Linked DNA regions of Ovis aries: region 2 is linked to region 1. A link is a contact called in public Hi-C data. All regions are on one chromosome and are shown on one strand. Each heading gives the region's core, a stretch centred on a gene start, on an enhancer-like site or on the middle of the called end of the contact. The rest is flanking DNA. Distances are from core to core; before and after follow the strand shown. Region 1 holds the start of DDX6 (DEAD-box helicase 6). Region 2 overlaps BCL9L (BCL9 like).

Region 1 (5,588 bases), core at 898-3,397:
AGCTGGCAAACAGTATTCGCTGGGAGGGCCCATTACTATGATTGAATTCCAGGTAGTATTTTTCAGTTGCATCTCATTCTTATACACACACACACACACACACACATCCTGTTGTTTCAAATGGAGATACTGAAAACCTCAATTCTATTTGTGGATCTTTTTCTTTTTTTAAGATATCATTCCTACAGACAGATTCTCCAGGAGCCAGCCAACAATCCAGGCCTAACACTTCAGCTTACAGCTTCATAGTTGAAAAAAGTAGGGGGAAGTGAGAGTGACTACAAACAAAATAAAAATGACCAATACATTTTGGGAAACATTTTATTAGGTGACCTCACTGGGGATAGCACACCCTCGGTAAACCATATTTACCACAGATCCCCCAATATATTATACTCAATATATACTCAAAGGGTTGGATTTATATAATATTTTTAAATATAAATTTCATAATGTGTGTGAGGTGTCATATTTTCTATCATTCTTGTTAATCTGTTTGAATTAGAGAGAAAAAAGGTATTGAGCTACTTGAATTGGATCCATCAATCAGTAAACTGAACAGAGAAAAGATCTAAGGTTTCATAATTTAATTCTATACCATCCATGCTTCTCACAGAGAACTGAAAAGGGCTGACATAAATAACTCAGATGGAAGGAGATCTTATAAAAACATCATGCAGAATCTTTAAAGGTGTTAGCCCTGGCAGGATTCCTAGGTGAGAACAGGCAGCTATTTCATGTTCTACTCTTGGTTGCCTTCTACCCTTTGGTTTTCATCATGACCTGAGCCAGGGCCCCTTTGAAGGTAAGAAATTTATGTGGGAATACAAACCCCTTTCCTTTGGCTGGTCTCATTTTTTGAGAGGTCTAGGGAAAGAGACCGGAGTAGGCTGTGGCCTGTTTTAAATCCCTAGGCTCCTCTCCCTCCTACTCACTTCTTGTCCTCCTCCACTTCACATTCCTGCTACATGGCAAGACAGTGGGGCCTCAGACCTCAACATTTTATTAAACAACCACTTAGCCATTCTCTCTCCGGTGTGGACACAAGATGCTGGTTATTTCCTTTAAATGAGTGGGTTTTTTAAAAGCTGGGTGGGCGACCACATGTTACAAATTCAGAATTAAAAAAAAAAAAAAAACTGTTAAAGGTCCGTTAAAAAAAAAATCTCAAGAACAGCCTTTTAACATTTCTTTAACACCTCTTTTTCGGCTGTGTGGAAATAAAAATGACCACCAATGAGAACAAGTTATTTACTCAAAGCTTGCTACAGTGAGAGCCAGCCACCTTCACTTAGCTGGGGACTCAAACGCCGACAGTTAAAAATAAAGGGGCGGATGGGGATGGGTGAAGGCTTCAGGGTTTGCTCTGATTGGAGGTTAACTCGGGGAAAGCTGGAGGCGGGCTAACTAGAAGCGGGGAGTCTAACGTGATTGGTTTAGGGGAACATATTTGGCTTTCTCTAATTGGTCCAGAGTTGGAAACACAGGCAAAAAGTAGGGAAGCTGGCAGTCAATGACCGAATCTGGCTCATTCTGAGCTGATCACTGCAGAGGTTGTGGTTTGGCTTCGCGTGTTGGTTGCAGCAGAGGTTGTGGGTCGGAGTTCTGTTGTCAACCTATGGTCTGGTCATTGCCTGGTATATTGTCTCTCAGTTGAGAGTGAGACCCAGGTTTTTATTATTCCTTTAACCTAGCCAACTTGCTAGCTTCCGATTTTTGTTTTACCTGGAACAAGATTGCATTCCTGTTATTTCGGTTAAGGATAAACGGAGACATTAGAATATGAAAAGTAATTATGGGAACAAATACATAAATATCTTTCTGATGAGGGTCGGGCTGGGGAAAGAATTACGCTTGGTCTTCTAGTTCATTTCCGTACAGAACTCCTATTCCCATCATAACTGACTCTAGCAGCGTTTCCTTCCTTCTGGGGAGGCTCGGCCTCCCTGGTTCCCTCTCTTTGAGGATTGCCCTTTAGTGCTGAGAAAGCGGGGATCGCTGCTCTAGTCTCCCACTTCCCTCTCCGAGGCTCGCTTTCTGGGTTCCTGCCCCGGTCGCACCCCAGCTACCCAGCACCCCACCCTCGCCCAACTTTCCCACAGCCTTCTCCACCCCTGCCCCCGCCCGCCCGCGCACAGCGCCCCCTGGCCCCCGCCCCGCGCTCTCCCCGGGGTTCTCCCTGCTGCACCCGTCCCGGCAGGTCCCCCTTCCTGTCCCCACACCCGGGTGCGTGCTGGCGCCTCCGGACCACTGGTTCCGCGCGTTCCTGGATGGAGGCGCGCCCCGCAGGGGCTCGGACGCGGCCCCCTTGGACCTGCAGCAGCCTCCCTGGCCCGCGAGAGATGTCAGGTCAGCTGTCTCGTCCCCGAATCGCTACCGGGTCCTTGGTCAGGAATAAGCAGATCCTCCTCGGGTCCCAAGCCCTCGACTTCCACTTTGGGGGGGGGGGGTACTCTTCCCACCCACCATTCCCGGATCATTTCTCCTTAGCTGTGGAAAAGGCAGTTCTCCTTTCTCTTTGAAGGGATCCATATTTCCCTTTCAACTTCCCCTCCATTTCAGCCCCCGCAGACTCCCCGTCGGTGGAAAAACACTGCCCTCCATTTTCTCCTGAGGAAGGCTCCTCGGCCCGGATTTCTCCTGACGCGAAGCAACGGAGGCCGAGGAGCCGCGACGGGTGCAGCAGCGGCAGCTGGGCGCTCGCCATCTTGCGCGGAGGAGGAGCCGCGGCGGCCGCCATGCGGAGAACGGGTGGGGGGGCAGTCGGCGACGGAGGGGGCGGGGGAGCCGAGTTAGCTCAGTCCGGGCGGCGGCTTCGGCGGCGCCTTGAGAGCGGGCAGCGGCGGAGGTAGGGCTGGCCGGCCGGGGAAGCGAGCGGGCGGGCGAAGGCAGGCCGGCCTGAGCGGCCCCCCGAGCGGGGGCGGGGCGGGGGCGGGAGGAGGCCGAAGCGAGGGGCCGGGTGGGGGCGGGCGGAGGTTTCCGAGGAGGAAGGAGCCGCCGCCATTTTGGGAGCTTCGAGTCAACAATAAAGGACCGAGGGTGCCGAGCGGGAGTGGCCTCGGTGGTAGGACTCGGGCCTGAGCCGCGGGGAGAGGGGTGAGGTGGAGGGGTGGCGGTCTGCCGTGTCGCAGGGGCTGCAGGAAGCCCCCAGGCTGGCGTGGGGGGCGCTCTGAGGCGGAGGCCTGAGGCCTGGCCGGGCCTTGGGGAGGAAGGCGGGCGGCGGGCGCCAGCTGTGGGGTGGGGACGCCGGGAGGAGTAGCATAGAGCAGTGTTGTGCCCGGCGGGGTCCGGAGGAAGAGCGGGAGAATTCCTCAGAGGAGCTTTGTGGGTGACGAGGGAGGGTGGGACCGTAGGGGGCGGCAAGGACTTAGGGAGATGGTGGAGGTTATAGGGTACGAGGCGGCCCTATAGGGGGCGGCAGGGATATGCTGTAGCGGAGGGCTCAGTTTGGAAGAGGACCGACTGCTTGACGGAGTAAGGCCTTGCAGGTCGATAACGGGGTGATTATGGAGCCTCCGAATGTCGGAGGAAAGAAGGGGCTGTCGGACTTAAAGGTTTCTCTTTTGGGGGAATCCCTATTGTTTCCTAGCTGGGGAGCTGGTTCTCTGCTCTGGTTGCGCAGATGCGATTGCAGGGCCCCAACCCTTTTGTGTTTATGGGCCCAGGGAGCTGACTTGAAGTGTGTAGGGGTTTTGGAGGGGGATATGAAGGGGAGGGAAACAAGAAGTTATTTGCTTGCAAATCAAAATCATTAGCTTCTTTCCTTTATCACTCACTCCCCTTTTTCTTTCTCAGTCCCCTTGCCCCTTCAAAATAGAACAGTCACTCCAACTGGCAGACCGAGCTTAGAGAAACTGCGCTGCATTTGCAAACAAAAGGTCTTTTTGGAGATGACGAGACTGTTTTGGGTGTGAAACTGTCAATCGCTAACTACGGTCTGGGAAGTGCTGTAATTAACTCAGCTAGGGTTCCCTCCCAACTAGTCTCTGTTTCGTTCGTATTTTTGAAAATGTAGAAATACAACTTGGAAATCTAAATTGGGAATGGGTAGGAGGAATATTTCTTTTCCTGAGACGTAAAGCTGCAGTGCAGCTTAATTAAGAGGGGAGCAGTTCTCACATAGTCACATTTTGGCTCTAGGGAGATACGAGGTCTTATGTGCATGATGGACAGTAATATTACCATTTAATCTTTAGAAGTTGCCCTCTTCATCCTCTTAGTGCTTTGCAAATAAGTAATCTTCAGGTGTGAAATAGGTGATATCGCTGATCATATATAAACTTGTCAATACAGGAAACCACCTACTACCTTGAACTGAAATTAGGTGGCTGTTAACTACCCTGCTTAAGAGGTCAGTCAGTTTCTGCATGACTTCAAAATATACAGCTTTGTGTATGTGATAATAAGGATTTGCTTTTGAGCAACTTTATTTTCAATTAAAAAAAAGACATCAAAGAATTTAAAATTTGTATTGTTTGAGAAGCTTTGGTGTATGGCAGAAGGAACAGTAATTAATTAGCTACTGTATTTTCGGTAAGAAATATAAAGGTGTTAACACACCAGAGTAGGCCTTTATTCCCTCCCACCCGCAGTTGTGAAATTAAGGTCTTACTTTTAAAAAAACATAATTTTATTTGGGGAATAATTTTTTAAAATAACTTAATCAGTACTCTGGGTGTCCTAGAAAGTTTGATTAAAAAGTTAGTAATGTCTTTATTCTTTCACAGATTTGTGTGTGTTTTTTTAAAGCACAGGTAATTTCCTCATTGGAAAAGACCCTAATGCTGGGAAAGATTGAGGGCAGGAGGTGGGGGGGCGACAGAGGGTGAGATGGTTGGATAGCGTCACCGATTCAATGGACATGAGTTTGTGCAAACTCTGGGAGGTAGTCAAGGACAGGGAAGCCTGGCATGCTGCAGTCCATGGGGTCCGTGGGGTCGCAGACAGTTGAGTGAGACTTTGTGACTGAATAACAATTTCCTTTTTGTGGGGTGTTGGGTTGTTTTTTTTTTTTTTTTTAATTAAACTGCTACTTCAAGTTGAGACATACTTTTGAAAGAGTTATATTTTAAAATGTAACATTTCTGTAGTAGTCAGACTTAAGTAAGATAGCTAAAGGTTTTCTTGGCTGTTTTTTGAACAGAAGATTTTGACATGTAGACGTATTTATGTCCCTTGACTGCTTTAGTTATTGTTTTTAAAGGGCAAAAACTTAGGGGGAAAAAGAAAGTGTAGTTTCTTCAGGTTTAACTTCTTTGGTTCAAATTCATAAGGGCATACATAATGCTTTTCTGAAAGCACAAAGTGAAATCAAAAGCTCAACTCTTCAAGGATTCTCAGTTGTCAGAAACAGAAAAAAAAATGAATGAATGGTTTTGCCTTGTTCCTTTGTAGATTTACATTAATTAAGCTGTGCCATTCTTCATTGAGTTGTAATGCAATTGATTGTAATGAATCATTGACTTTTAGAGGTGGCAGGGACTTTAGAGAATTCTTCCGGGAGGAAACTGAAGGGAAGAGATTATCATCTGACAGCTAATGCTAATTTAATCACAGTATTGTTCTACCTGATATTTTCTGGGTTGGTT
Region 2 (5,588 bases), core at 2,141-4,640, 110 kb before region 1:
AGGGAGTAGCCCCTAGACCCTCTCCCACCCCCACGGTGGTGCAGGTGCCAGGGGGCAGGAAGTGCCAGAGGGGTGGCAGGCAGAGACCAGATATATTTGGGCCGGTGGGGCTAATTCCAGCCACCACCTCCTGCCCTACTGGCTCCTGAGCGCCTTTCCTTCCTGTGAAACCAGAGCTGGGTTGGGCCTAGCTCAGGATTTCGGTGGATTTAAAGAGGCAGCACCCTCCCTGGCAACCCGGCTTCCTCTCCCCCTCCCCAGGTGGGGTCTGGGGCTGAGAGAAGGCTGGAGAGCCTCTGCCCCTCCCTTGCCCCGGGCTAACCCCTGGCCCTTGCCCCCGCTGGGGTACCAGGCTTTTGGCACTCCTTTCTCCCAGAGCTTTGAGCGGGTGGGGTGGGCGGGGGTGGGCTGTGGTTTCCTGTGTTGGCTGTTTGTGCCTGGCCCAGAGTGCCCGCCGCCTGCCTGGGCTTCCTGCCCTGTCTTGTTTCCTTGTGCCCCCCACCTCCTCCCCCGCCTCCCCCCTGGGGGGAGGGAGCAGCCAGGGATTGGGCAGTAGCCTTTGGGGGCACCCCACTGCCAGGCTATGACTGCTTATTGAGGCCTGGCCACAGGGGCCCTGGCTACGGGAGCCAAGTGAGGCGACCTCCAGCTTGTCTAAGCAATGCTGCTTAGCCTGGTGGTCCCCACAAGGGCAGAATCCACCGCTCACCCCGAAGCACCCTTCAAAGACCCCAGACTGGAGGGTCTGGGGCCAGGAATTTCCACGTCCCAGCAGGGCTGGGGTTGCCAGACATCACCCTGGGGCTGCAGGTGGGGTGGGGCTGGAAACTCCCAGACAAAAATGGTTGATTTGCATGGTCTCCTTTGGCAGGAGGTGGGGGGAAGTGGGGAGAGCTGCTAGGAACCAGGGTGAGGGGAAGGCCCCCCAACCCTGGAAGTCCCCACACAGAGGGTCCCCAGCAACACCTTGGTTCTTGAGCAGATTTCCTGCTGGGCGAGGAATCCTTGACCTCCCCACCCAGCTGAGTCACCATCTCAGGAAGAGGAAGTGACCTGGGTGATAGAGGAGAGCTTCTAGGGACCCTGGAGAAAGGGGACTCAGGACCTCGTTGTCCTGGGGGCTGCCTCTCCCTAGGTCAGTGGCCGAGGATCCCACCCCTAATACTCCCAGCAGGTCTCTGTTCTTTCAGCCACACAGGGTTCCTAGCTGCCCATTTCCTCTCTAGGGGTGTCTGCCCACTGCCTATGGAAGCATGGACCCTCCAAGCAGTGTTCTCAGTGCCCCTTTGCGGTGGTTTTGAGCTGGGCTTTGAGACTGGTGTGCTGGTAGGCAAATCAAGCAGAGGCTCCCAAGCTGGGAGCTGCTAAACAGAGGCAAGTGGCCATGCTGTGTGCTATACCTGTGGCAATTCTGTGCTGAGCAGGGAGCTGGCCTGTCCCACCTGGAGGCCCTGGGCATCCATCAAAGCCTTCCTGGTCTCCCTCCCCCAGCTGAGGTCAGGTCCACTTTGACCAATAGGTCACTGCTTCTCCCCTGCTCCCGGCCCTGCCTGACCCTCAGTGTTGCACCGGGAGGGCAAGATCTCAGGCAGGCTTTGTCTCAGCAGCCTCCTGGGCTCCATTTTTATGGGCCTGCTCCTGGCCTTTCACTCAGGTGACTGTCACCTGCTTCGTTTGTGAGCATGTCACTGCTCCCCACCCCACCCCATCCCCTAAGAGGAGTCCAGGTCTGTGTTCGCAGAGCTGCATCCCTTTCACCCGTCTCAGGGGGCTCCTGGCCTGGTGCCAAAAAGCTCCCCTCACTTTGTTTGTTCCTGCCTCCATCGCCAAGGCTTTCCAGGTCTCTTCCGGGGACTCTAAGTACATAGAGAAGGAGGGTCTCTGTGATCTGGGGCGGGCTGCTGAGGGGCAAAAGGGGGAGGTGTGAGATGGGAAAGTCCTGACTCATCTGTACTTGACTCAGCTCGTCCTGCTGGGTGGGATCGAGGGGGTGGAGTCCTAGAGGGGAGGGCGACTGGAAGATTCTTCTGGAGAGGAGCCTTGGCCCCACTGGTTACCCTGGACAGGATGAATTTTCTAACAGCCCCTTCCCACGTTACTAAATGCCCCGGTATTTGAAGCTGTAAACAGAGGAAAAAGTGGGTAGCCTTTGCCCTGCTGGAAGCCCGTCTGTCTGATGCAGGCACAGACAAGGCGTCATGACTGGAGGGGAGGACACTGCGGTGTAGGGGAAACACCGGCGGAACACGGTCTTGGTAGGCCCCTGTAATGGTCTTGCGACCCAGGGGCCTCTGACTTCTTTCTCCCAGATCTCAGTTTCCTCATTGTGAAATGGGGATAGAAATACTGCCGTGGCAGGTGGTTGGTAGTTTTGAGGATCAGCGAGGTGGGGAAAGGGGAAGCCTGGGACACATGTCAGTCATGGGCCTGCCCCTAAGCCCAGGTGCCCTCCGGCTCTCCCCACCTCACCTCTCCCCCAACGTGATGCAAGCCTGGGGACTGGCCGCCGGCTGCTGTTCAGCCAGGCCTGGAACCGGAGGAATCTTCCGCTGAGAAGGCCAATGTGCCCTGGGGTTAAGTTAGGGTGAGACTCCCACAGGGTCCCTGGTGTGGCCCCCTCGCCGCCCCCCAGGTCCCAGCTCGGCCTGCAGCAGCCCGCCAGGGAATGTGCCCCGGTGTCTGGCGGGGCCTGTTACCGGGACGGAGCTCCAGGCCCAAGGCTCCTCCCCTCCCCCACCCCTTCCTTGGATCTGCGGGAGGGGCGGGGGGACAGGACCGGGGGCAGTCGGGTGAGGCTTCCGTGTTTGTGTAAGTCTGCTGGTTGGTGTATCTCTGGCCCCGTGTGTGTTTCTTTGTCACTACCGGGCTCAGCTTTCTATGGCTCCCTTATTGTCGGGCCTCAGTCTTTTCATCTGTTCAATGAGTCGACGCGCCCCCTCTCTGCCTTCTGGCCGCCTCTGGAAACGTGCGCCCCCGGTTATTTCTGCGCTCCTGCTTCGGCCAGCGCCTTCCTAGCGGTCCCGCACACCTCCGCGGGCCGGCGTTTGAGCGCGCCTCTAGTTTCCTGGGCTCCGTGCGTGTCTTTGTCTCCCCGTCCACGTGTGAGCTGCGAGTGTGTGTGTGTGAGTCCAGAGTTCGGGTGCTGGTGGGTCCCCGGGGCTCCTGCCTGGCGGCGCCCGGTGCAGACCTGCAACCTCGGCCCCGCCGCGGCGCGCGCCAGGCCCCTCGCCGCACTTGGCCGTGGGTCTGTCGGGGCGGCGCGTGCGGGGCCGGGAGAGGCACGCTGCAGCCCTGCCCGTGGCCCGCTCCCCAGCTCGCTGGCTCTGTCGCTCGCTCGCTCTGCCTCTGCGCTCGGGCTCTGCCGGAGGGGGCGGGGTGGGGTGCCGGAGCGGGGGGAGGGGAGGCTCCTGCATTCTTGCGGTCGGGGAGGAATCTGAGCCAGCGTTACTGGTCTCCAGAAGAGCCCAGCTGCAGCCCCGAGGCCCCGCCAGGCCTCTCGCTGCCCGCCCGGGCCTGCTGGGATGGGCACAGGCTAGGCCTCGAGCTGGAGGCGGGGCATCGCCCCCACCTCCAGCCCCCTTCCCGCCCCGGCGCCCGGGGGCAGGGCGCAGCGCTGGGGCGGGGCGCCAGGGGTTCCCCCGCCCCCCTCCCCGGGTGAGGGGCGTGCCTGGGGGCGGGAGTCCCCCCCGCCCCCGGGGTCCTGACAGACCTCTCAGCCGCCCCACGCGGGCACTTTGGCAACCTATCTTTTTAGTGAGTTCGGCCCCTGCGGCCCCGGGGGCCTTGCTAGAGACTGCAAGCTCCCTGAGGGTAAGGTGCGGGAGGGATGGATTCAGACCCCGGCCTGGAATCCTTCCCGGCCGTTCCCACCCTACCCTGTCCAGTACCCTAGTCCCAGGGCTGCTGGGTCCTCCCGTCTCCCCTCCCCTCCTCGCACCCCCTCCCCAAGTCACAAGTTTTCTCTTTGGGGCTTGTTGCTGCAGTCCCTGCTCCAGTACCGAGTACCTGGCTGGGCCCTGGGCACGCACAGGGGCCGTAGCCCCACTGTGTGTGGGAGCCATGAGGATCCTGGCTAACAAGACAAGGTGTGTGGGTGTCGTGGAGGGCGGGACGTGTGTGTGGAGTGAGGGGAAGGGATGGGCCCAGTGCTGATGGGGCTGAACCGTGCAGGCTTGGAGAGCACCCCCCCCCCCCGCAACAACCCCCGGTACCTGGCTTCCGGGCCACCGGTGGGCTAAAGGGGGTCAGAATCGGAAGGCCTGCCCCCAGGCAGGAGCCCACAGCTTTAGCGCCTGAGCCCAGGGGATAGAAGGGAATGGCAAGCGGCTAAGCCTGCTGTTCTAGTCCCTTCCAGTCCTTTCCTCTTAAAAACGGTTCGAGCAGACCCCCGGCGGCCCCGCTGTCGGGTCCGCTGGCGCCCTCTGGCCTCGGTCTAGCTGGGGGTGGGAACTGGAGGGGCGGTGCCTGCCTCCCTCCCCTTCCCCGGGAGAAGCCGGCAGACAGGGCCAGGCGGCAGCAGCAGGACAGCAGAGCTGAAATAAATCTGAGCTGGTGTGGAATGAGGGGGGATAAATATCCTCTCCCGTGATGTGATCTTTCCAGCGGCTATTAATAGGTCTCCGGGGAGGGGGAGGCGGTGGGGGGAGCGGGCTGGAGCTTAAAGGGCCCGCAGCCTAGGCTGCAGGAATCCTTGGCTTCAGTCTTCTCCACGCACCAGTCCCCTCCCCCTCTCCTCTTGCTCCTGCCTGCCGGCCAGACCTGCTGGTGCATCCTCTAAAGGCATTCCCCTCCTGCCCTGGGGAGCTGTCTGGACCAATGAGCCCCGCAGTCTGGTGTGCTTTCTCCCACTTCCCCAAGGGGAAATGGGGCTGGGCCAGGAGCAGTGATTCCCAGGTCCTGGGTTCCTTCCCTGCTGGTGTTGGGACACATGGAAGTTGAGGTTGGGGGCCCTAGGAAGGAGTGTGAAGACAGCAAACCCTTGAAGAGAGAATGCTTAAGGGTTGGTCAGGTGCTAGTGGAGGGGGTTGCCATGGAGGCTTGCAGTCTGAAGGATGCTGGGGCTTAGGGGCCGGGTTGGATTCTGCCAACATAAGGCCCAGGTTTTCATCTGGGAACTGGAGGGTGGAGGAGGTTGCCCCATCTTCATTCCCCAAGTGGAGAAGGGCACCAGCCCTTGTTTGAGGAGCCATGGAGGGAGATAAGGGATAGCTGGTGGTCCTAAGATGCCACTCTGCTCCCACCTCCCCAACCATTAGGTGAGGCAGGATGGGGTGATGAAAATCTAGGCCTGCTACACCCCTGGCACTGCGATTAACTTTTCATGTCTCTTCCACCTCCCAGGTTACCCCACCCCAGGAGGAGAGAAGCTCCAGGGAGCCCGCCGCTGTCCCCCCGCGGCCACTGCCCCCCTGCCCCAGCCAAGCCAATGCACCCAGAAAATAAGTTGACCAATCATGGCAAGACAGGGAATGGCGGGGCCCAATCTCAGCACCAGAATGTGAACCAAGGACCCACCTGCAACCTGGGCTCGAAGGGCGTGGGGGCGGGGAACCATGGGGCCAAGGCCAACCAGATCTCACCTAGCAACT

What was found. Hi-C and Micro-C count contacts between places; a contact is called where the count stands out from the background.
Region 2: a contact with region 1 is called in a Hi-C map of hypothalamus, with 2.2 times the contacts expected there. The contact joins the enhancer-like site here to the promoter of DDX6 in region 1. A contact is called at or near these places in 2 of 16 Hi-C or Micro-C datasets (blood and hypothalamus).

The regions. Positions count from the first base shown.
Region 1 is chr15:29,125,933-29,131,520 of ARS-UI_Ramb_v3.0, reverse strand. DDX6 (DEAD-box helicase 6) reads left to right here and starts at 2,147. Exons shown (of 15, transcript XM_042232709.1): 1 at 2,147-2,349; 2 at 2,563-2,751.
Region 2 is chr15:29,236,498-29,242,085 of ARS-UI_Ramb_v3.0, reverse strand. It overlaps BCL9L (BCL9 like), which reads left to right. Exons shown (of 9, transcript XM_042232716.1): 3 at 5,341-5,588. The coding sequence starts at 5,426. Among named protein-coding and RNA genes, the nearest start is that of BCL9L, 14 kb to the left of the region's middle. Within about 2 kb of position 3,390, at least 31 of the 54 cell types and tissues checked have an H3K27ac peak or open chromatin away from gene starts, as enhancers often do. A contact at or near this core is called in hypothalamus, where this site is marked.